Regions from separate parts of the Sus scrofa genome. Here all the other regions are linked to region 4. The links are chromatin contacts, called in public Hi-C and HiChIP or PLAC-seq maps. All regions are on one chromosome and are shown on one strand. The core of a region is the stretch at or near the end of the contact, and the rest is flanking DNA. Distances in the headings are between cores, read along the strand shown. Region 1 holds the start of ZSWIM2 (E3 ubiquitin-protein ligase ZSWIM2). Region 2 has its middle 110 kb from the start of ZSWIM2. Region 3 has its middle 21 kb from the start of ZSWIM2. Region 4 has its middle 49 kb from the start of TFPI.

Region 1 (2,700 bases), core at 60-2,559, 470 kb after region 4:
TGGCACCTCTGCATATTGCTTATTATGTGTTAGGGCACTAAGCCAGAAGCTGAAGTTTCCTAATAGCCTATACCTCCCTAACACTATTCCAGAAGTAAGTATACTCCATACACACACTCCAGATATTCTCAGTTATCCCAAACCAGCTGACTTTTTCCACTGACTTCTGTTATTCTTCTTCTCACCCCTCAGGGCCTTTTCTTCCATACGATTCCAAGGCCTATTACTCTAGGCCCTGTTTCCTATATCTTAATTTGCAGCTATAAAAATCTCTTAAATCCTGTCTTTCATGACAAAATTGTATCACTAAAGAGGCTAAAACTTAATTCATGAAATTCAAAGCTTATCAGTAGCTTTCTAGCACTAACCATTTCCCTCTTCCCTGGGGCAATATACTTCAAAATGTAACTTGGAGGGGAATACTGTGAATTTAAGGGAAAAATTTAATCCCCTGATTTAATATTTGCAAAATATTACCCGTCACATACTTTTAAGAGATGAATCAAACATATGAGATGGTCACCTGCCTATAAAAATGTTTTTAAAGTCTTAACTGACAGACACAAAAACAAATGTCTTACAGTTAGACTAAAGTTCTGTCTAGCAATCTGTGCTTTCTCTTTATAATTTCTATGAAAGTATGAATACTGTTCCTTTTGCCATCCCCCCAAATAGAATTTATGAACTTATCTATATTCAGTTGACATAATGACAATTGTGTTTTAAAGATGTGACCTTTTTGAAATGGTGTTTATCACTTACACATGTAGCAAGTATTATCTAATTGTAAGAAGTAAAACAATTAACAATTACTTGCTATTGTTTGTTTTTTAAAGTTCTCTTCAAGGTATTTCTTAAATAACTATATTACATAATATATTTGTATGATATATTGAGATATACAATAAATGGATATATGTACATATGTATGTATGTACATGGAGAAAGAAAGGGAGAAGAGGGGAATGGTGATTGAATAAAGTGCCTTCACTCTGAAACCTTACTCTTAGTTACAAAGAAAGTGCAGATTGCCATTTGAGTCTTTTTAATTATTAGCATTGGAGTTCCCATTGTGGCTCAGTGGAAGCAAATCTGACTAGTGTCCGTGAGGAGCCAGGTTCCATCCCTGGCCTCACTCAGTGGGTTAAGGATGTGGCATTGCCATTACCTTGTGGTATAGGTTGCACACGTGGCTTGCATCTGGCGTTGCTGTAGCTGTGGCACAGGCCAGCGGCTACAGCTCTGATTTGACCCCTAGCCTGGGAATTTCTGTGTGCCTCTGGTGCAGCCCTAAAAAGACAAAAAAAAAAAAAAAACTAAAAAGAATTACTAGTATTAATAAACACACTAAGTGAATTTAATTTACAAGTTATTTTGGTTTCAATATGAGGTTTTTTCTTAATATATAAGGTTTTACTTTAATATCTACCACTATTAAATTGATGGTAAAGTTGAGTATGGTACTGTGTATGTTAGTTGTTATTAGTCAGAATAGGAGAGTGGAGATAAAATTTAGTTGTTAAAACCTTAGATCTTGGATTGAATGCTATTTATCTGGATGTTTCACATGTGAAAGCTGCCACTTCCATCATCTTTTTCCATATTGTGGCATTTTTTTTCCTTCCTGCTCTTGACATAATCTAGTTGTGAATTCCTTCCACGACAAAATGGGACAAAAATCCCCTATCTCCCATCTTTATGTTACCTGGCTACCAACTGGCTATTTCCTGATTTCATTTTTTTAAAGAAGGATTCCAGTAATATGACCTCTTCATTTGACATACTTTATTACAGCTCTCTACCTAGAACATAGCAAAAAAGCTCATAGACCTACACACACACACACACACACACACACACCCCAATTTAAGGATCTAACTTTCCAGGTTAGACTCTTGTCTTCCACATCTTTGATCTTCCCCCAGCAAACTCATTCAGATTACGCACATAGTGAGCAATCGAGAAATGTTTGTGGAACATAGTTGAATGTCCACAATTATTCTGAGCTTTCTGATAAAAATGATGACTCATCACAGAATAAATTTAGCATGAAGAGCCCAAACTTTAACTGGGCTGTGCGACTGTCCTAATAGAATTCACAAGCCCTGCCTGCTAGGAACCTGCAGAAGGAACGTGAGAATTTGACAGCAATATTATTTGGCCACTAGCTTTTAATCAGCCAGGTGGCAATTAGAAACACTCCTTAGTCAGAAGCTTTGCTTTAGGAAGGAAGGAGTGGAGGCGGGTGTGAGCTGCAGAAGCTCCACTCAGCGCAAGGCATGCCGGGACACTGCGGAGCTCAATCACCGTCACCAAGGCAACCAGTGCGCACGCGGTGGTCATGGAGACAGGCCGGCGACTCAGAGCCTAGCTGAGGGGCTGCCTTCGTCCTGGCAGGGCAAGATGCTTCGAGGAGGCTATAAGGCCTCTGAAAGGCGAAGACACTTGAGCGACCGCCTCAGCCGGCGACAAGACCAGGCGCTGAGCAGCAGTATCTACCTCCTACGCGAAATGGGCCCCACTGCCTTCCTGCTGAGGGAGGAGGAGCCGGAAAACAAGGATTTCCGAGTAACTACCGCCCCCAACTCGGTCCCAGCAGGCCGGATCCGCTGGGTCCCCACAGGCCTACCCTGTATGAACCCCACTGGCAAATGTTGCAGACTCTAAAGATGTGCAAATTGCAGAGGGAAATAATATTTG
Region 2 (2,700 bases), core at 148-2,647, 370 kb after region 4:
GAGTTAGAACCAAAGCCAGATTTCCACATGAGAGACAACACAAGGGAAAAACATAGGACTCTAGAAAGAACTAATTAATGATCTATTTGTATGGTTGCAACTGTAGAAACTGGAAGCTTGTCGTCTCAGCCAGGGATGTGCAAATGGGGATTTCCAGAATCCCATCAGGGCAGTTACTAAAAATTAAATTGTAATATACCAATCAGTTGCTGCTTCTCTAGAAACTAAAAAAACCTAAATAATATTTGGAAAGATATAGAATTATAAGTTTCTGTTTTTGTTTCTGCTAGGGCTCCAGTTAATTTCTTAATTAAAGTTGTGTCCATATAGAAGTCAATGTCAGAGTCTGGCATTGGATCAGGTTTTCAGTTTCTTTAAGATAACTTTGTTTTTCTTTAACCAAGATTGATAATAAACAACAACAGTGTTTCTTACTTACTTCCTTAGACTGGTGGCAAAGTTTAGGAGACCCTGTTTCATAGATAAAGTAGACCTTAACAGGTTCTGTCTTTGTTGAAGCCCTTACTTCCACATTCCCATTTAGATGCTAGAATTCCAATCTCAGTCTTTAAGGCCTACACACCATTTTAATCTCCCTACCATATACATTTCAGTGATTTTATCTCTTTATGGCACTGGCTTGAAATTTTCTCATTTCTGCCACTTGTGTAATTTCCTTCTTTAAATTAATTACACATTTTAAAAAGTTTATATTTTTTAGTAGTGTCAGATCAAAATGCCAAAAGTTAATCAGTTAACTCCTGATTATATCAGGAGGATATAGGGAATACCCTCCTAATATAGGGTAAAGCCAGTACTTTTAAATGAATCCATATCCACATATTTTTTATTAATGATTTGAAATGACAATTAAACATGCTTTCAAATGTTAGTTTCTGCTATGGTCTGAATGTTTGTGTCCCTCTGGAATTGATATGTTGAAATCCTGATACCCAATGTGATGGTATTAGGAGGTGAGGACTTCAGGAGATGCTTAGGTTATGAGGGTAGAGCCCAAATGAAAGGGGTTTATTCTGTGACCCTGAAGAGGCCCCTCACTCAACCATGCTAGTACCCTGATCTTGAACTTTCAGCCTCCAGAACTGTGAGAAATAAATTCCTATTATTATATAAGCATCCAGTCTATGGTACTTTGTTATAGCAACCGAAACTGACCAAGACAGGCTCTGTAGTCAAACTTCTTAAATCAAATATCTATAATGCAAAATCCCACATACACATACAAGCATGCACACAACACACTAAATTAAAACTAGTTTCAGGTATACCCTGGTTGTTTCCATAATTGGATTCTTATTCTCTTGCTACCTTTCACTGGCTTTCTGAAAACATCAATAGTCACTAAAGCCATGTTCTGAATAGGCAGGTTTCAACTCCTATTATTTCATCACTGGACTCCTCCCAAATTGAGTTTAGCAAGAGTCATTCTGAAATCAACCCAGAAAGTCACAAAAGAACAAATTGGGGTCATCTGACTCATTCTACTCGTGACTTAAAGTGCACTAGAACCCACATCTCCAGAGAGAAAGTTAATTAATAAAGTACTGCCAGTCAAATGATATTACTTGTTTCAGTTTCTTTTAAACTTTGAGTCAGAGGAGAGACAAGGTGGAGAAAGACGAGAAAGAGAAATGAGTGTTTTTCTATAGAACATTACCAAATTGCTGAAAATAATTGTTTTTATATCATAATTTGGAAATACTTGCAAAGAGAGGATGATATGATCCATAAGCTTTACTAAGTCATCTTTTTGAAAACATTTTAAATCATACTTCTAAAATAAAAAGTAATGTTTATTAAAATCCTTTTTTTTAATATTCCATTTCTGAGTTCAAAATACTACACATCCCTAGAAGTCTAAAACTGAAGTGTGGTTTGTGGTACAACAAATTAAGGACCTGGCCTTTTCACTGTAGCAGCTTGGGTTGCTGCTGTGGCACAGGTTTGATCCCTGGCCAGGAAACTTCCACATGCTGCAAGCACAGGCAAAAAAAAAAAAGAAAAAAAAAAAAGATATTAAACACTCAAACTTATTTATCTGTCCTTCTCTACGTGAAATCTTGTGTTCTTAAGTCTTAGACAATTGTGTTGTTAGAAAACTATGATTTAACTGTATCTATATTACCAAAAATGTTGTAATAAAAAGTAAAATATTTAATCACTCATAATAATTTGTCTATTAACATCACATATTTTCTAAAATATGCTTAGTAAGTATCATCAAACACGACTACCCCAGACTCAAGAGACCATTACTATCAGCTCTTTCCTTCATATGAATTATTTGGGGTCATTAAAGACAGGAACAGAGACTGTTCTTCTCTAGGTTTGTTGTACTACAAAACCACTGATGTTGAGGAGGGTGAGCTTTTGTTATTCAGTTTGCTGCCGCTGAAAACATTAGTAGAACAATCAATTCTATTTGTCTATTCCAGTCTTAAACTCTCTTCCTCATGTTTCCTTTTCTCATCTTTTAACTGTTGTCTCCTGATTCTGTGATGAATATTTCTTTTCCTTCCTTTTTGTCCTCTATATCTCTTCCTAGTTGATCAATTATTTTGAAGCCTAGCTTAATGACCAACGCATAATAGTCTCTTGTCCAGTACATTTCTTTGAAAGAAAAACACTTTCACTCAATGACTAATAGTGGATGTACAAGTGCCACTCCTGCTATAGTTG
Region 3 (2,700 bases), core at 8-2,507, 450 kb after region 4:
ATGATGTGGTTGTAATCTAAATATGTAATTCAAAGAATAATCATTGGAATTTTTTCTTAAGAATTACTCAAGTGAAATATTCTTTCCGTGTCATGTAATGTACAGTATTCAACAAATTTTGACCATCTGACAAGTGTCAAATGATAGCACAGCCCTTTTTCTATGGGAAACTTGCTGCAAATGACATATCACTTCACTCCCTGCTCTTAAATTCTAGAACACTTTAAAATTCTGAGCCCAAATCTGGCATACATGTATTCTCAGAATTTCTAGACTTTCAACATGATCAGGTTATTTATAAATCCTTACTCTCCACATCTTAGCATTGTAATCCACCTCTCTTACCTGCAGGCAGAGATGGCTCTGTTAAAATGCTACCCTGTCTGGTACTTTACATTCTCTATTAATAACTTAAATAGCCTGTTGGTAAAACTCTGCAGTCTTTACTCTCAGCTCTTATTTTCCCAACATTTTTTAAAGGATTTTTTTTGTTTGTTTGTTTAAGGAACAAAAAGCTCACATAAAAAGGTGGAAAAGGAGATAGATGATGAATCTTAAAGAACCCAAAGCATGAAGAATACACAGCCTTTATGGAAAACCAAACCTAGAAACTGGAACATTATTAATGTTAGGTTGTTCTTCATAATTTTGCCTTTTCTCACTTTTCTCACTGTTTAGAATATGGGCCTTGGGAGTTCCCATCACAGCGCAGTGGTTAACGAATCCGACTAGGAACCATGAGGTTGCAGGTTCGATCCCTGACCTTGCTCAGTGGGTTAAGGATCCGGCGTTGCTGTGAGCTGTGGTATAGGTTGCAGATGCGGCTAGGATCCCGCATTGCTGTGGCTCTGGTATAGGCCGGTGGCTACAGCTCCGATTCGACCCCTAGCCTGGGAACCTCCATATGCCACGGGAGCAGCCCAAGAAATGGCAAAAAGACAAAAATAAATAAATAAAAATATAAATAGAATATGGGCCTTGAATCAGTCTACAATCTTGCTCCACCATTTGCTAGCTATATGACTTCAGATGAACTTTTTAATATACCTAAGCCTTTTTTCCCCATCTTAAAAATGGTAACCATAAAGTACCTCTCTAATGCAGAAATGATGACATTAGAGATGTAAAATCAAATGCAATTGCTTGTAGTTATGTAATAAGTGCTCCATAAGAGTAAGCGCTTATTATCTCTGCTTCTTCCTGTGCCTACACTGAATCACTCAAGTTCAATATGGCTACTGCCCAAACTCTACAATCACAACCTGGTACTTTTCCCCAACTGACTCATCATCCTATTTAAGCAATACAACACAGACAATGATGTGGCTAATATTGGGTCAACTGTCCTCTATTGCTTAAGTAATTGTTGCCCACAGCCAGGCTTTTGAGGCATGAAGGGTAGCCCTGAATTCACATGGCAATGGAACACGTCTTGAACACTGTGTCCTGAATCTATAAACTACATACTCTAGGTGAGTTATTGGTCATGTTTTTAAGTCACTATGTTGCTGTTTATAAAAAATTGGTGTTTATATATTATAGGGCTGGATGAAAAGTGTACTGATATACTACTTAAGGATTTTTTCCTGTCTCCTCTGCCTCTAAATAGCTGTTTTGTACTAAGCAAATTATTTCACCTCTCTGATCACTGGATATATCAACTGTATAATGTAATCTATATAGATCAGTGTTTCTCAAACTCATATCTCCACATAGCCATGGCAGATGGCAGCTCACAGGCACAACACTTTCCCACAGATGAAATGAACAATAGATTAGGAGCAATTCCTGATTCTTTCTCTGTAACTTTACCCCTTTTCCTACAACTCACAAAAAAATATGCCTATAAGTGGATAAATCAGACCACTTACACATAAAACATCATAAATAATCTCTAAAACTTCTTCTGTTCTAAGAATTCTAAGAAAGTTCCAGACAAATTCAAAGATCCTCTAGGTAAACTAAAGTAGCATAAATTTGTTACATTTCTCCAGTAACCTTGCAGCCTTATTACATTAAATGAACAAATATTTGGGTTAGAATTAGTTTTATATGTGCAGAAAAAAGGAAAGTGGTTGTCCCTTAGGCTGGTTGAATGGTTAATAAAATCACATAATTATTCCTATCTATTAACATTTGCAGGATTTTTGTATGAAATATTGACAAAGATATATGGAGTTTATTATTCAATCTCAAACACAGACCACTTTTTGTTAGCACTCTCAAGAAATAATTCATGGAGTATCCTACATACAAAAGAATCATTCATTTCTAACAACTTTCAAGTATCTTTTTGGGTCATCATTGAATATGGGCATTTCCTTCTGTCAAAAATGTCCTCTTTGCAAAAAAAGTTTGACAGAGAATAGACAAATCTAAAATTATCTTTCTTCCAGATTATCAGGATGTTTTATTAACAAAGGTGTATCAAAGTTTTATATTATTCCAATATTTCTACAGGGCCAATTGCCCTCAAGCTATTCCCGGTGGTCACATCCCTACATTGATGGCAGAGAGAACAATTCTTTAAGCACAGGATTTCCTCTTCAGCGGCTGCAAAACTGCAAGGATCTTGGTTTGGAACAACTTTGAGCCAAGTATTTAATAGTAGGTAATAATAGCATATTACTTACTATGGGGCCAAGTGACAGACCCCAGACAAAAATGTGGATCTACCTACAAAAATAATTTTCACTCATT
Region 4 (2,700 bases), core at 81-2,580:
TTATATTTAAAAGCTTTCACTGTATACAATAGTGATGTTAAACATGAATCAATTATTGAAAAGAGAATATAAATTGCTAATAATTTTACAAGTTATATAAATATGACAATAGTGGAATAAAATAGTCTGTACTGGGAAAACATTCATGCCATTTGGCATCTCTATAACTTAATTATTAATCTTTTAAGCAAAATATAATATGTGGTCATTTAATCAAATGCTACTTGGGTCAACACGCATAAACACAAAAGTTAAACAATTTATTTTCAAAATCAAGACTGATACTCAGCAAATAAGAAGCATTTCAGAATAAATCCACAATTCATATCCAGAGTATATACCAGCTAATACTAGCCTAGAAATAAGAACTATTTTAAACTCTTTCAGGAGTAGTGATTAGATTTTTCCAGATGAATTACTCTCAGTATTTATGTGCCACTTGTCAGTACAATATGGATAAGTATAGCTAGGGTTACCACATATAATTTTTCATCCAAACCAGGACACTGAGCACAAAAATAAAAACTGAAACTGCCCTAGCAAACAGGGGCACCCATTTAGGGGAGTTCATTTTGTGAGCTTTATGATTTTGTTATATTTTAAAACTTATTTTTAATTAGTCCACAGCATATCTCATTTGCCACTGCCAGTTCTTTATTCTAGCAACAGCTAGCCCTTTGGTGGAAAGGAGAGGCTCAAATTAGTGTGAAATCGATTTTAGTAATGGAAAATAACATATTCACTTTCAATAGTCTAGACATCAGATCTGGGTCCTTTAACCAAATACAGTTCATTAAGTAATAAAAATAACTTGAAAAATACTAAGCAATTTAGGTAAAATAATAGAAGGTCAGGTCAACTTATTTTCTAACTAGGATTTTTTTGATGTAGAGTATAAAAAAATGTGTTTCTCCTCAAATTATTGGTACATTTCGAACAAAGCATAGCATACACAATTTTGTTGATGTATAAATTATCTCTGGGTGTACATAATGACTTTCAAACAATTAAGAATAAAGAGGAATTATTAACTCATAACATAATACCTAAAAAACTTTACAGAAATAATTCTCAATTTTTTTTTTTCTTGCACTCTCATCAGGGACAGTCTGTTATGTTTCATTTAAAAGTGTTTTGTTTTGTTTTCATGGCAAAACTATGCTCCAAGGCAGTAGCCACATGATTTCAAAATAAGTGGTCAGTTCTACCCAAACCACATTTTTGGTCAAATGTGACTTAAGTTAGTCAAATAATATAAACAGTAATCCAGAGATTCTGAGATAGCTTCCTCCTGAGTGTTAGTCAAAGTCCATTTCACATGGTAATTAATACTCATTACTGGAGAACTACGGCCCTTGTGAGCCTTACATGGGACCACAAATGTAGGCACAATCCTGCATGTAGGATTCTGAAAAGGACAAGTATGACTAATTATTATTATATATGTCATACTTCATTCCTGGTTCTATAGAAAACCTTACTGAGTGCTCTGCATGGTTACATCTAGACTCTGTATTAGCAGTATTAGTTGCTGATTGCAGAGAATTTGTCTTCATGTGCTAGTCAAATCTATGTTGTAAACAACTAGATAACAGAATATACCCTATTTTTTCCTTAACTCCCCAACACAACTAGTACAACATCTAGCTCAAAATATAGGTTTGATCACTACTTATTAAATGATTGCAAGTGTCTTCAGTCTATTCTGGGAAAAGATTATTTTATAAATAATTAAGATATATCAGGTTGAACTGATGTATTGATGTCTCACTGGCTAGAATTACCTAATTGATTATCAAAACATTTTCATTTTGTTCTGCTCCACTTTACCAAATATTTGTTGTCTGTTTCACTGTTGAGAGGTCCCATGATCCATCTTTTCGCCTGACTCTCATATCCAGAATGATTCCTGAAAGGCCTCATTCCATTTATTTCACCTGGAGTTTATAAAATGGTGACTCTGAAGAATATGATTAGTGGGATGCAGTTTACCAGTTATTTCTAAATAAGGCTATTAAATGATATTAATAAAAACTATCCAAGGGCCTTCATGGAGTATAACTATGTGCTTGACCAATTATTTAAATATATAAATACTACAATTTCTATTAGGCTTTCCATTTAGTATAGCACTTGATGCATAGTAGAGGAAAAAGGATTGGTTTAAGAGTCTTATAAATTCAAAGCATAGATTTTTTTTCAATCACTAGACTTAACTAATGTTGGGCAAATAGAATCAATGAATCTTTGGAAAAAATAATACTTTTACAAACTTATTGGAAAAAGTTTCAGTTTTTTATAATATAAATTCAAAAGCTATATGTTGATCTCTTTATAGGGGTCAGATAATATACCAAGCACGAGAGATGAGACAGGGTCTCGGGTACATATTAAAGTCTAGTATTTGATTCTGCTCAGAATTTTATTTTATTTTTTCTTCTTTTTTAAATTTTTGTTTGTTTGTTTTTTAGGGTTGTACCCACGGCATATGGAGGTTCCCAAGCTAGGGGTCAAATCGGAGCTGTTGCCACTGGCCTACGCCACAGCCACAGCAACACCATCCAAGCCACGTCTTCGACCTACACCAAAGCTCAAGGCAATGCCAGATCCTTAGCCCACTGAGCAAGGCCAGGGATCAAACCCACAACCTCATGGTTCCTAGTCAGATTTGTTTCCGCTGAGCCACAACGGGAACTCCAG

The links. A called contact is a pair of places that touch in the nucleus more often than the background predicts. HiChIP or PLAC-seq counts read pairs in DNA pulled down with a chosen protein or histone mark.
Region 1: a contact with region 4 is called in an H3K27ac HiChIP or PLAC-seq map of alveolar macrophages. The contact joins the promoter of ZSWIM2 here to the enhancer-like site in region 4. A contact is called at or near these places in 5 of 5 promoter capture datasets (fetal liver, fetal skeletal muscle, liver and 1 more), 26 of 47 Hi-C or Micro-C datasets (adipocytes, adipose tissue, alveolar macrophages and 16 more) and 2 of 2 datasets of contacts at active chromatin or transcription factors (alveolar macrophages and skeletal muscle).
Region 2: a contact with region 4 is called in an H3K27ac HiChIP or PLAC-seq map of alveolar macrophages. The contact joins two enhancer-like sites. A contact is called at or near these places in 2 of 5 promoter capture datasets (fetal skeletal muscle and liver), 12 of 47 Hi-C or Micro-C datasets (alveolar macrophages, embryonic fibroblasts, fetal heart ventricle and 7 more) and 2 of 2 datasets of contacts at active chromatin or transcription factors (alveolar macrophages and skeletal muscle).
Region 3: a contact with region 4 is called in a Hi-C map of alveolar macrophages, with 2.9 times the contacts expected there. The contact joins two enhancer-like sites. A contact is called at or near these places in 5 of 5 promoter capture datasets (fetal liver, fetal skeletal muscle, liver and 1 more), 26 of 47 Hi-C or Micro-C datasets (adipocytes, adipose tissue, alveolar macrophages and 16 more) and 2 of 2 datasets of contacts at active chromatin or transcription factors (alveolar macrophages and skeletal muscle).

The regions. Positions count from the first base shown.
Region 1 is chr15:91,863,834-91,866,533 of Sscrofa11.1, reverse strand. ZSWIM2 (E3 ubiquitin-protein ligase ZSWIM2) reads left to right here and starts at 1,309. Exons shown (of 9, transcript XM_021075296.1): 1 at 1,309-2,568. The coding sequence starts at 2,404.
Region 2 is chr15:91,969,333-91,972,032 of Sscrofa11.1, reverse strand. No RefSeq gene overlaps it. Among named protein-coding and RNA genes, the nearest start is that of ZSWIM2, 110 kb to the right of the region's middle. Within about 2 kb of position 1,397, at least 4 of the 83 cell types and tissues checked have an H3K27ac peak or open chromatin away from gene starts, as enhancers often do. A contact at or near this core is called in alveolar macrophages, where this site is marked.
Region 3 is chr15:91,884,813-91,887,512 of Sscrofa11.1, reverse strand. No RefSeq gene overlaps it. Among named protein-coding and RNA genes, the nearest start is that of ZSWIM2, 21 kb to the right of the region's middle. Within about 2 kb of position 1,257, at least 2 of the 83 cell types and tissues checked have an H3K27ac peak or open chromatin away from gene starts, as enhancers often do. A contact at or near this core is called in alveolar macrophages, where this site is marked.
Region 4 is chr15:92,334,286-92,336,985 of Sscrofa11.1, reverse strand. No RefSeq gene overlaps it. Among named protein-coding and RNA genes, the nearest start is that of TFPI, 49 kb to the left of the region's middle. Within about 2 kb of position 1,330, at least 2 of the 83 cell types and tissues checked have an H3K27ac peak or open chromatin away from gene starts, as enhancers often do. A contact at or near this core is called in alveolar macrophages, where this site is marked.